Regions from separate parts of the Mus musculus genome. Here region 1 is linked to region 2. A link is a contact called in public Hi-C data. All regions are on one chromosome and are shown on one strand. The core of a region is the stretch at or near the end of the contact, and the rest is flanking DNA. Distances in the headings are between cores, read along the strand shown.

Region 1 (5,979 bases), core at 2,385-4,884, 150 kb before region 2:
CATTTGTCTGGACACAGAAAGCTGAGTCAGAGAGAACAGGCTGTCACATAGGCAGGTTGAGCTAAAGCCAAAAATCATTGTTCAATGATTGCTCAAGGGAACACTTTTAATCCAGGTCTTAGTACAAACTCTGTGTCCCCATATACACCCAACTTTAGATTTTTTTTTCATTTTTTTTCAAACACTATTGGAGTTAGCAAGTACAGACTGGAAATAAAATATCCAAAAACCCACAAAACAAACAAACAAATAAAAACATGAATGACCTCTACCTAATTATTGATGAAGTCTTGAAAAGAGACCACCTAAGACGCAATTATCTTGATTCAGTGTGGAAGCAACTTGTGAAAAGATTCGGCTCTTCATTAATACAGAACCCTGTCCTTGAAGCATCTCCCAAAGTTCAGGGTTTCAATTCAAAATGAGTCAAACATTTGTTTTCTTAACCGAACAATGAAAAGATTCTTACTGAATTTAAGAAAAATTATGGTTATTATAATCATTAACTAGCCATTAATATTCCTAGTTTGTAAGAAATAGTACTTGAGGTATTATGCAGAGTAGAGTTCATTGAACATAATTGTCACTATCTTGTAACCTGAGAAAAAGAATGAATATTTTACATTATTAACATTATTTTATTTTTTCTAACAGAAAGTAAAATTATCACTCACTGAAACTTATGTTCAGGTTCTCTTCTAGGCCCCATTTATGGAAGTAAAAGCTTTCACAGTGGTCTTCAAATGTAGGGACATCTATGTAGGTATCTGAGATTGGAGAGACTTATCTTTGGTCAATTTGACTAAAACTGAAGTCTTTTGGGAAGAATGAACTTTATTTGGGTAATTGTCTCTATCAGACTGACCTGTGGTCATTTTCTTGATTAGTGATTGCTTTGGGAGGGCCAGTTCCATTGCAGGTTGTCCCAAACCTGAGTAGGTGAGCACCGGTTATTTGAGAAAGCAAGATGACTTACATTAATATAATTATTTTTGGTTGGTAGGTAGTTAATAGTATGAATCATAATAAATATTTATACATTCCTGCTGTTATTTTGTCCAATTCTTCATCTATATTTATGTCTCTTTCTATCCCTAATTAGAGTCCCACCTTTAGAATAGCTTCATGTCTCTTGTACTTGATTATATTGTAGTCTGCCTTGAGCTCCTTTCAGCCACACTAGTATAGTTCTTTGTACTTTCCTGGTTTTTGTGCTTACTAGTGATTACATACACACATCTGAATACCTAGGGCTTATGGCATTATCCTTTACCTGGAAATATCATTTAAAAATGTTGAATTGTATCTCATATCCATCTGGGCTGACAGTGCTCAATCCAATAGCAATAGACTGTTGGGAACTAAAAAGGGTGCCCGGGGAAGAGATGGGGAACCCACACCCCGCCAGAGTTTTACATATTCTCTGATTTATCAGGCATGGGAGAGCTGCGATACACTTTCCACTCAGCCCTGGGTGGGCATTCCTCTATCCCACTCTTCAGGGAGTGGCCAAGGGGCAGCCCTACCTGGTATTCCTGGAGCTACCTTGCTAAAGCCCCCGGGAACCCTGGTGCTACCTTGCTAAAGCTCTGGGGTTATAGGAGAGAGGGATGAGAGAAGAGGTTCCCAACACCATTGAGAGTGAGTGCAGTGGATCTTGACTGGAGCATAGGAAGGCCTTCTAACAGGAGAGTAGAAATGGCTCATTAGGAGAAAGCCTGTCCCATCCTCCAAGCACATTGGGCCTTTATGAGCAGAGATATTCTATGTTTTTAGAGATTTATTATAGAAATGCAGGGGGAAAGAGAGAAGATAGGGGAGAGAGAGAGAGAGAGAGAGAGAGAGAGAGAGAGAGAGAGAGAAAGAGAGAGAAGGCTCAAGAGAAAGAGAATATGAGGGAAAGAGGAGAGAAGAGGAGAGAGGAGAGGAGAAGACAAAGAGAAAAGAAAGAGGAGAGAGGAGTGAGAGAAGTTAGAGGTAAGAGAACAAAGGAGTGAGAGACAGAGGTGAATAAGAGAGTGAGGTGGGGCTGAACAACCCTTTTTATTGTCTTCACTGTTGCTAGGCAACTGGGGAGGAGTTTAGCCTGAAGGTCAGAAGCTTGGGCCATTGCCTTCATAACTACTGACCATGCTTCCCTTGTGGGAGCTGTGTGTGTGTGTGGGAGCATGTAACTTAGGCAGGAGCCAGAGTTCCAGGAGCATGACGGAATGCCTACCTTGTCAAGAAGGTGAATTATCATCATTCCCAGGGTTCAGATCTCAGATCAACTGGAGACCAGCCTGTCTGTGCAAAGCCCAGTCAGCTACCACAGTGAAAATGGTAAGAAAGAAAAAAAGAGAAATGGAGAGACAGGAAGGGAGGGAGGAAAGGAGAGAGAGAGAGAGAGAGAGAGAGAGAGAGAGAGAGAGAGAGAGAGAGAGAGAGAGAGAGAGAAATATCCCTTGCTCAAACTGGAGATTTTCTGAGATTTTATTAATTTTAGTTTTCACTGTATCACTGTATTCATAGATGAAGACTTTTTTTTTACTTGTAAGTTTGCTCTTTGGGTTTTCTTTGTTCTAAATAAAACAGGTTATTTTTATCATTTTTACAGTGTACATATTATAATACATTTTGCCAGTGATGATTTGGGGATATGGAAAAATCAGATGAAGAAGAGTGAGAGAATTATTCCAAGGAGTACAGATTGAAGCCTCAAGAAGTCTGATGCATGTTAATTGCGTGCTAGGCTCCCAGACAGTATGAGTTGAAGGCCCTTTGTTTATCAACCAGAATAATGGGGATATGACAAAGGCAGAATAAGAATGTTCATTTTTATTTCACAAATTCTATTATGACCCAAGAGGACATACACTCAACAAATGCTTCCTCACTGAATCCTGGAATTTTCCTTTGTATTGGAAGAAAAATTCTATTTGTTCAACAATAGAAGGTACAGTGACCTAGAAATAAACTATTCTCCATTGATATATAAATGGAGAAATGGGAAATGTTCTACTTTTTATTGAAAATGTTCTTTATGTTTTAGTGTTCTTGCTGCCTGCTTCATGTGCTTCCATAGTATGTATTCTGCAATTCCTGCCAAACCCTGGAGGCTCTAGGGAAGTTGGTGTTACAAGTGATGGAAAGAAAGATACCAGCAAATTAAGAGGTATCTCTGTCCTTGTCAACATAAACAGGGGACCCAATTCATGTACAAGAAGTCACTCATGTATATCTTAGGACAATAGAAAAAATGACAAAAAAAGCATCAGGAGTAGAATTCTCAATCTAATTTAAATCATAATAACACAGAAGTCTTTGGAGTCAGTGGTTTCTCTAGATCTGTGGTCCCTTTTTCATCAGGCAAGTTTTAGTCCTTATTAATAAACACATTAACGTAAGCCTGAACTGTTTTCTGTATTTTAAGTATTTAACTGATAGAAATAAGTAACCTGCCTGGCAGCCAGTATCATTAGAAGATTCATTCACTCCAAGTTTCCAATCTTTCCTAGACACTGAGGTTCATGAAGAATAACAATTTCCATGTGTATGAGATTTCCTGTTCCCACTGTCCTTTGAATGTGTATCTTATCAGTGACCCATAAATACTCCTTCTGTTCAAGTCAGAAGTCACAGATGGAGAAGCAGTTGATCTTCTGCTTCCAGTAGATCTGGATATGAGGAGAGTGAGTTGCACCAATAGAAACCACGGTTGGGTTGCTCTGAGATGGGCTTTTTGGTGAATGAAGAGATAAGACTTTCAAAGAATCAAGAGGCAGTGAGAGGAATAAAAGACAAAAAGCTTGAGCATTTTATCAGGGGAGAAATTTGACTGGTATTCAAGCAAGAGGTTTGGCTGTTAAATATTTACCCCACAGTGTCATTCCTCAGTCTTAAGTATGGTTTCTAAGGGGCTGGCCCTTGGTGGATGGTTAATATCTATAAGACTGTATATTCGTAACTAACACTTGTGAATTGGTGACTGGTATCCAAACATTATCCCAGTTTTACCCACAGTATCATCTTATTTCCCAGTGAATACCTCTTTATTTTGTATTATTGCTATTGGCACTTGCCTTTAGACTTGTCCCAAAAGAGCTACCTACAAAATGACACAAAGAGATCACATAATGCTTAGAAACAAAACAATGACAACTCAGGACAGTCATATCACAGTGAATCATATTACAAACTAATTAACAGATAGGCCTCCCTCCACAATGTAAGTATGTATAGTCACTGAGAGCTTCTCACACTGGTACAAGTTTTAGTGTTAGGCACTTTGGATACACTGTTTCTAGAATTGAGGGTTCCTTTTGAAATACTTGCCATGAATGTGAATAGAAACAGAGTGGTTCATCTTGGGATGCTTAATGTATTTTATTTTTTCTTTTTCCATGAGCCTAGCTGAAGTTGAGAATAGACACTGGCCTAGCCCTATGCAAACAGGGAAAATATTTTTGTTTGCCATTTATTTATTTATTTATTTATTTATTTATTTATTTATTTATTTATTTATTCAGTTTATATCTTGATCACAGCCCCTGTCTTCCTGTCCTACCGTTTGTCCTCTGAGAAGAGGGAGATTCCCTATACCAGCCCACACTGGCACATCAGGTCATTGCAGGACTAGGCATAGTCTCTCCCACTGAGGCTAGACAAGGCAGCCCAGGCAGGCAGAAGAGTAAGAAATAATGTGCTGCTCCATTTCTTTCAGGACACTCATGAAGAAGAAGCTGCACTTCTGATACATATGTGAAGAGGTCATGTGTCCAACCCACATATGAGTTTTGGTCAGTGGTTCAATTTCTGAGAACCTTTATTACTGTTAGTCCTTCATGTCAGAGTCTGATCTGATTGTTTGTATTTGTCCTCCTTTCATTCTAAAGGGAGGATAGGTATCAGGTCTCTTTTCTCTTTCCTGTTCCTGTTCAGGCTTACTGATTAGATCTGCAGTGGTATTTTCCATATATGCAAGACCAGAAGGGTCAAGATGACTCACATGTATAGGGTGAAACTATTCTTTTATAAATAAGTTTGCCTAAAGAAAATTCAGGTTGACCTGACTTGACAGTATCTTGGGCAACTAATTAATTGTACTAGATTGATGAGTGACATAACTCTTCTGATATCGTTTCCCTGAATATAAAATAAGAGGTCAAGCCAGGTTGCTTGAGGATATGGCTCCTTTAGTTTCTGGGGAAGATTTTTTAATGACTCCTCACAACCTAACAGTTTCTGCATTGTATATGAGTCCTGTGCTCTGTAGAAGTTTCCTTGGCCTTAAAACTAATTCCACTGGGACTTGCCTTCCACTGAAACATCTTCTAAAGTAAGTGTGCATTCCCCATACATATAGAATTTGGTGATGGGCAGGTAGCCTGAAAAGATATTTCACTGCAATTAGCTTTCTTTGCTCCTTGTCAGAAGGATTTGGAGCCCAGAGGCAACTTCCACCAGGATAAAAATACTCTGCAGTGTCAGGAAAAGATATTCTTATATAACATGTGCTGATTTCTTTCCCCTATTTTGCAAGTACTCAGGATGGTAGGGTTTGCTGACATCTTCAAGCAGATCAACATGCATTAATGCTTTACTCCCTTGTCTGATATAAGAAGAACATTGCTGATTCCAACTGTTCTCTCAGCACATTATTTAGTGAATACCAGGTCAAGGATGTAAATAAAAATACATTTGTTTTTTATCCCTGGATGTTTTGTTCTTCAAAAATGAATATTTGAAAAATAATTTCAAAAACATTTTATTAGTACATTTAGGTGTGGCTGTATCCCCTGATATTTGACAATATATGGGTGACGTTTGATAAATCTGGGAAAATGATACTTGGAAAAATGTAGATTAGACACCTGACTTAGAACTATATCATGAGCACCAAAAATATTACCCGACCAAAAGAATAACTGGGGCATAAATTCTTGGTTGAACAAAATCCCCAATACTAGCACATATATGTGTTCATGTATATGTATTTAT
Region 2 (5,510 bases), core at 279-2,778:
CATTAAAATATTTCAGTACCATTGAAGATATTAAAAAAATCAAGAAGTTAATTAACATGTTCAGGATCACCTTTTATCGATAGATTGGATTGTTTGATTTACTTTACTATGGATTATTTTCTTTAACACAACCTTTGGAACCACATCAGACAAGACCAATTATAAGTATCAATCTTCAATTGGATAACTTACTTTGGTGGTGAATATATATATATATATATATATATATATATATATATATATATATATATATATATACACATACATACATATATATACATACACACACATACATACAAATTGTTGGGCATTCAATATTTGGTCATAATACAGTGCCCTCTTTTATCATCATTATAATATGATTTCTAGTTATAACTAATGAATATATTACAACATAAAAAAACAGAAATTGAATTGATATTAAAGGCACAGAATAATACAGTAATTATAGGAAAATTCCTTCCTCCCAAGTATTTATTCATCATAATAAAATTTAATTTTTGTTCTTTGGAAGGGCTGCACCATGTAGTTATGCACACTGAGTCATGTTTATCTCTGAAAGCCAGCATTCACATCGCACATGACATCACATCTTTTCACAGCCTCTGCTGAACATCTGGAAAGCACATGTGTATGTGGAGACACAATGACGTTCTGATTTTTCATGAAGTCCCTGTTCAAATTGCATTGGTGTGTTGTCTTTAATATCTCAGTAAATGTCATGCCCAAGAGACTCATAGAGCTATATAAGTACTCCTTCTCATCCCTTCATGCTTTGCCTATTTTTAGAGGCACAGGTTGCCACTTCCAAGGCACTCTATTTGACAAATGCTCAACATGTGTTCTTCACAAGCTAAAGAAATTTTTACTTTGTTCTTTTTTGCTACACTCTCATCATTTTCTCAACACTTTCTTACAAAGCATCACCTCATAGTGTTAACATTTTTAATACTCTAATTTAAAATTTTAGTACCAATGAATATTTTTGTTAAATATACTGATACCCTACTTATATCAGTCCAAAAGATGACCAATGATCAATATTAAAATCTTATCTTGTACCTGTATCATGTTTATGCAGTGTACCTAATTCTTTGATACTTGAAAATGTATTCATCCTTAAAATTACAGAGAAATATAGTAAAGCAGGCATTAAAACTTCTGTTTTTAATTAGATTAAATTGCCACCAAACAGTACTATTTGTTCAATTCAACCTACTTCTGTATTCACTTTCCCTGAGTCTGTCTCACAATAGCACTATTCATCTCACCACTGATAGGGCAGTTTTGAATAAAGGCAACATATTTTGCTTAAGATCTATAATATCTAAGCTCTAGGGCCACATCCCAAACTGGATCCCTTGGATCCTTTTTTCTATTTTTATTCTTTCCACAGTAGGACACCCGAGAGACATGCAGAGAGTCAACCGAGCTGGACTGGGTGGGTCACAGATGTGTTGTCTTCTTCCCCACAGTCCATGCCACCTGGCACCACCTGTCCTTGTTATCCGGTGCCAGGTGGAAAGGCCACCTCATTCCACAACAATCAGAGCTTGGAATAAAAGCAGCAAAGCAAGCGACTGCCCTTTCCTGTGTTCTGTTTTCATAGCAATTGCTGCTGAGATAATCAGATGTTTGTTCCAAGTGATAATTTCTCATTTGTTTACTCTGGCCATTGGATGCACAATTGGGGCCATGGCTGGAAATGTAAGACTTCAGCAGGGTGGCTGGTGACATCTGAGCCTTTGGAGGCAAAATCAGAGGCAAGAGATATATTCATGACCAGAAATGAGCAGCAAGTACAGTTCAGGATAAATCCCAGATATCAAACATTTCCTCTGAAAATCTAGTCTTCAATTATTAGGACCAAAATTGTCACTGAACAGAGGCTCAGAAGCCTAACATCCCTTGGAAACTGCTTTTGCTCTTGATCTTCTGTATCTCTCATCTCTGAAAGAGAAGAATGATAAACAATAATGGCAGGATTGCAAAATGAAAAAGAAAATGTACTTTCCTATTTAAAATTATCTATTATTTTTAGACTGTCTCTGTGTCAGACTCTAGTCATCTACAGTAGAAACACTAGGGAATCATAGAACCGTGCTGTGGAGATGGATCCATCCATAAAGTGCTTGTCAAAAAAGACAAAGGACCTCTAGTTGGATCTCCAGCATCTATGCAAAATGTTAACAGTAGCTGTGCACTACTGAAATCTAGGTGCTAGAGGAAGAGACCAGTGGAGTTCTTAAAGGTCACTTACAAAACTATCCTAGACTAAAGCATGAGTGCCAGATTCACTGAGATAGCCAGTCTCAATAAATAAGTTCGGAGCATAATCAAGGAAAGACACCCAAACCTGGACCTCGAAGTACACATATACCCAGTATCACAATGCACACAACCAAGTACCCATGCATATACACACTATCAAGTACATATCACATACAAAGAAGAATGATAACAACAGAAACCATGCTAGCTGACCATCTCCTAATATTTCCAAGTATTCCTTGCTATGGCATCAACAGCCCTCTTGGCTCTTTCCTCTCAGTTCTTTGCTGCAAACAACTCCCTCTCTCTGAGTTTCTACAACTTTTCTCACTATTTCAATGTTTCTGGAAAACTTTATGGCTCAACTGTATCCTTGCTCAGGTCTCTGCCACAAGGTAATCTCTCAAGTGTGCCCTACTGCAAATACAGGTGAATCTAAAATACTCCCCTCTAATGCTATCTATCCTTTGTATCATTCATTTCCCCATACTTAGCTCCCAGGAGCTGACATGTCTTTAGCACAAACATTCACAGCCGGAGAAATTGATGTTTTAATGGTGTCTCAATGATGAGAGGACCTTCATGTTTTGCATTCATTGTTATAATTACAATTACTTGTACAGTGCCTTACACATAACCATTTTATAATATATACATAATTACTTATGCATAAATATTACCTATTCAATAACTATTTATTGAATACAGAAATAAATGAATGTACATATAAATTGAAATCCAATTATTTTGTTAGAATCATTTTGGTCAAATTATTTTGCTGGCTTTAGGATTTTATTACCTATAGGAAGTTATGTAGTATGTACAATGTTTAATAACCTAAGGTATAATTATGATTACTTTAGAGAAGTTAGTGGCTGGAACACTGACTTTCAGTAACTTTATTCAATACATGCTGCACTTGCCCAAATCCCTAAACCATAGCCTCAGTCATCAAATGTGATAGAATTAACTTCTTATGATGGACAAAATACCTTTCTTTCCCATGTATATTTTGCCTAACCAAAAACAGCTCCTAAACACATCTGACAATAAGCTCAAATATACTATGACTTAACAAAGATCAAAAAAGCAAGAGGAAATATGTTAACATGTGTGTATATTGTAAATTTTCCCATGTACATTTTGAGTATGCTATGTTCATATTCTGTATCCACCTCATTCATTCCAAAACCATTTCCAAAACACATTGCCTATATTTAATAAGCTGTACAATGCCCTGGTGAACTGGACACAGATCTACACATTATTGCACCAGGAAAGAGAATGGTGTGTTTAGCTGCCACGTTGGGAATGAAATCAAGATTCACAATTGTCACTCCAGCATTATTTTATAACTTCCAGCAATTCTGTTTTCATATATTTAAAAATGCATAAGCCAGTTGAAGGGATTATGAGATTCCTCTGGGGAAACATGTTTATACGCTGATATGATGAATTTTAAATTGCCTTTGGACACAACCCTTGAATGCTTGCCTAAGAAAAACACACTACGGTCTTGCTTAAAGACATTATTGATAAGTAATCAATAGATTTTTACTCAGTTCTACATTAGAAACAAAAACTGAGCTGACATCCTCAAATTACATTATCAAGCATTTAAAACAGAAGAAATATAAACACAAGATTTAATGCATCTGGTTTTATGTTGAGGTCCTTGGTTTACCTGAGCTCCAGTATTTTGCAGGGTATTACATATAGATCTAAGTTAAGCATTATCATTGATTTGGGTTTCATATGGAAACCATGACAATTGAGCTTTAAAAAAATATTCTACTTAAGAAATTGACTTGACTGGTCAAGACCAATGACTATGTTGCTTTCTGTGTAGAAGAGAGATAGCAAAGATGAGTATATATCCCAAAGGATCAGTATTATGATCACATGCAATCAGAAATATACCTTATTTCTACAGATTAAGATGTGTAGGGTGGTGATCCATGCCATGTTTGAAATAAAGAAAGTGGAACAGAAGCTTGGAATACCCAAGATCCAATTCACATACCAAATGAAGCTCAAGAAAAATGAAGATCAAAGTATGGATCTTCTTAGAAGGGGGAACAAAATACCCATGGTAGGAGATACAGAGACAAAGTGTGGAGCAGAGACTGAAGGAAAAGCTGTCCAGAGACTGTCCCACCTGGGGATCCATCCCAATACAGTCACCAAAACCCAGAAATCCACTACTGTGAATGCCAACAAGTGCTTGCTCACAGGAGCCTGATATAGCTGTCTCCTGCAAGGATCTGCCACTGCCTGACAAATACAGAGGTGGATGATCTCAGTCCACCACTGGACTGAGCACAAAGCCCCCAATGGAAAAGCAAGAGAAATGACTGAAGAAATTGAAGGAGTTTGCAGCCCATAGGAGGAACAACAATATGAACTAACCAGCACCCCCAGGGGTCCCAGGGACTAAACCCCCAACTAAAGAGTACAAATGGAGGGACCCATGGCTCCAGCTGCATATGCAGCAGAGGATGGCCTTGTTGGACATCAATGGGAGGAAAGGCCACTGGTCCTGAGAAGGCTTGATGCTCTAGTGTAGTGGAATGCCAGGACAGGGAAGCAGTAGTGGGTGGGTTGGTGAGCAGTGGGAGGGGATAGGGGGTTCTCAGAGAGTAAACCAGGAAAGGAGATAACATTTGAAATATAAATAAAGAAAATGATAGACAGCGCCGGGGCAAGCAAGAGCCAGACGTGCAGTGGGCGACTCTGCCTCATGGAGGAAAATGGGCAAAGGAGATCCTAAGAAGCTGAGAGGCAAAATGTCCTGTATATGCATTCTTTATGCAAACCTGCCAGGAGAGCACAAGACAACGTACCTGGATGCTTCTGTCAACTTCTCAGAGTTCTCCAAGAAGTGTTCAGAGAGGTGGAAGACCATGTCTGCTAAAGAAAAAGGGAAATTTGAAGATATGGCAAAGGCTGACAAAGCTTGTTATGAAAGAGAAATGAAAACCTACATCCCCCACAAAGGGGAGACCAAAAAGAAGTTCAAGGACCCCAATGCACCCAAGAGGTCTCCTTCGGCCTTCTTCTTGTTCTGTTCTGAGTACTGCCACAAAATCAAAGGTGAGCATCCTGGTTTATCCATTGGTGTCGTTGCAAAAAAACTAGGAGAGATGTGGATCAACACTGCAGTGTATGACAAGCAGCCCTGTGAGAAGAAGGCTACCAAGCTAAAGGAGAAGTACGAAAAGGATATTGCTGCCTGCAGA

The links. A called contact is a pair of places that touch in the nucleus more often than the background predicts.
Region 1: a Hi-C map of cerebellar granule neurons shows a contact between it and region 2, with 1.6 times the contacts expected there. The contact joins two enhancer-like sites. A contact is called at or near these places in 4 of 484 Hi-C or Micro-C datasets (cerebellar granule neurons, cerebellum and nephron progenitors).

The regions. Positions count from the first base shown.
Region 1 is chr4:67,671,791-67,677,769 of GRCm38.p6, reverse strand. No RefSeq gene overlaps it. Among named protein-coding and RNA genes, the nearest start is that of Gm23738, 510 kb to the left of the region's middle. Within about 2 kb of position 3,634, at least 2 of the 459 cell types and tissues checked have an H3K27ac peak or open chromatin away from gene starts, as enhancers often do. A contact at or near this core is called in cerebellar granule neurons and cerebellum, where this site is marked.
Region 2 is chr4:67,518,444-67,523,953 of GRCm38.p6, reverse strand. It overlaps the pseudogene Hmgb1-rs18. Among named protein-coding and RNA genes, the nearest start is that of Gm23738, 660 kb to the left of the region's middle. Within about 2 kb of position 1,528, at least 5 of the 459 cell types and tissues checked have an H3K27ac peak or open chromatin away from gene starts, as enhancers often do. A contact at or near this core is called in cerebellar granule neurons and cerebellum, where this site is marked.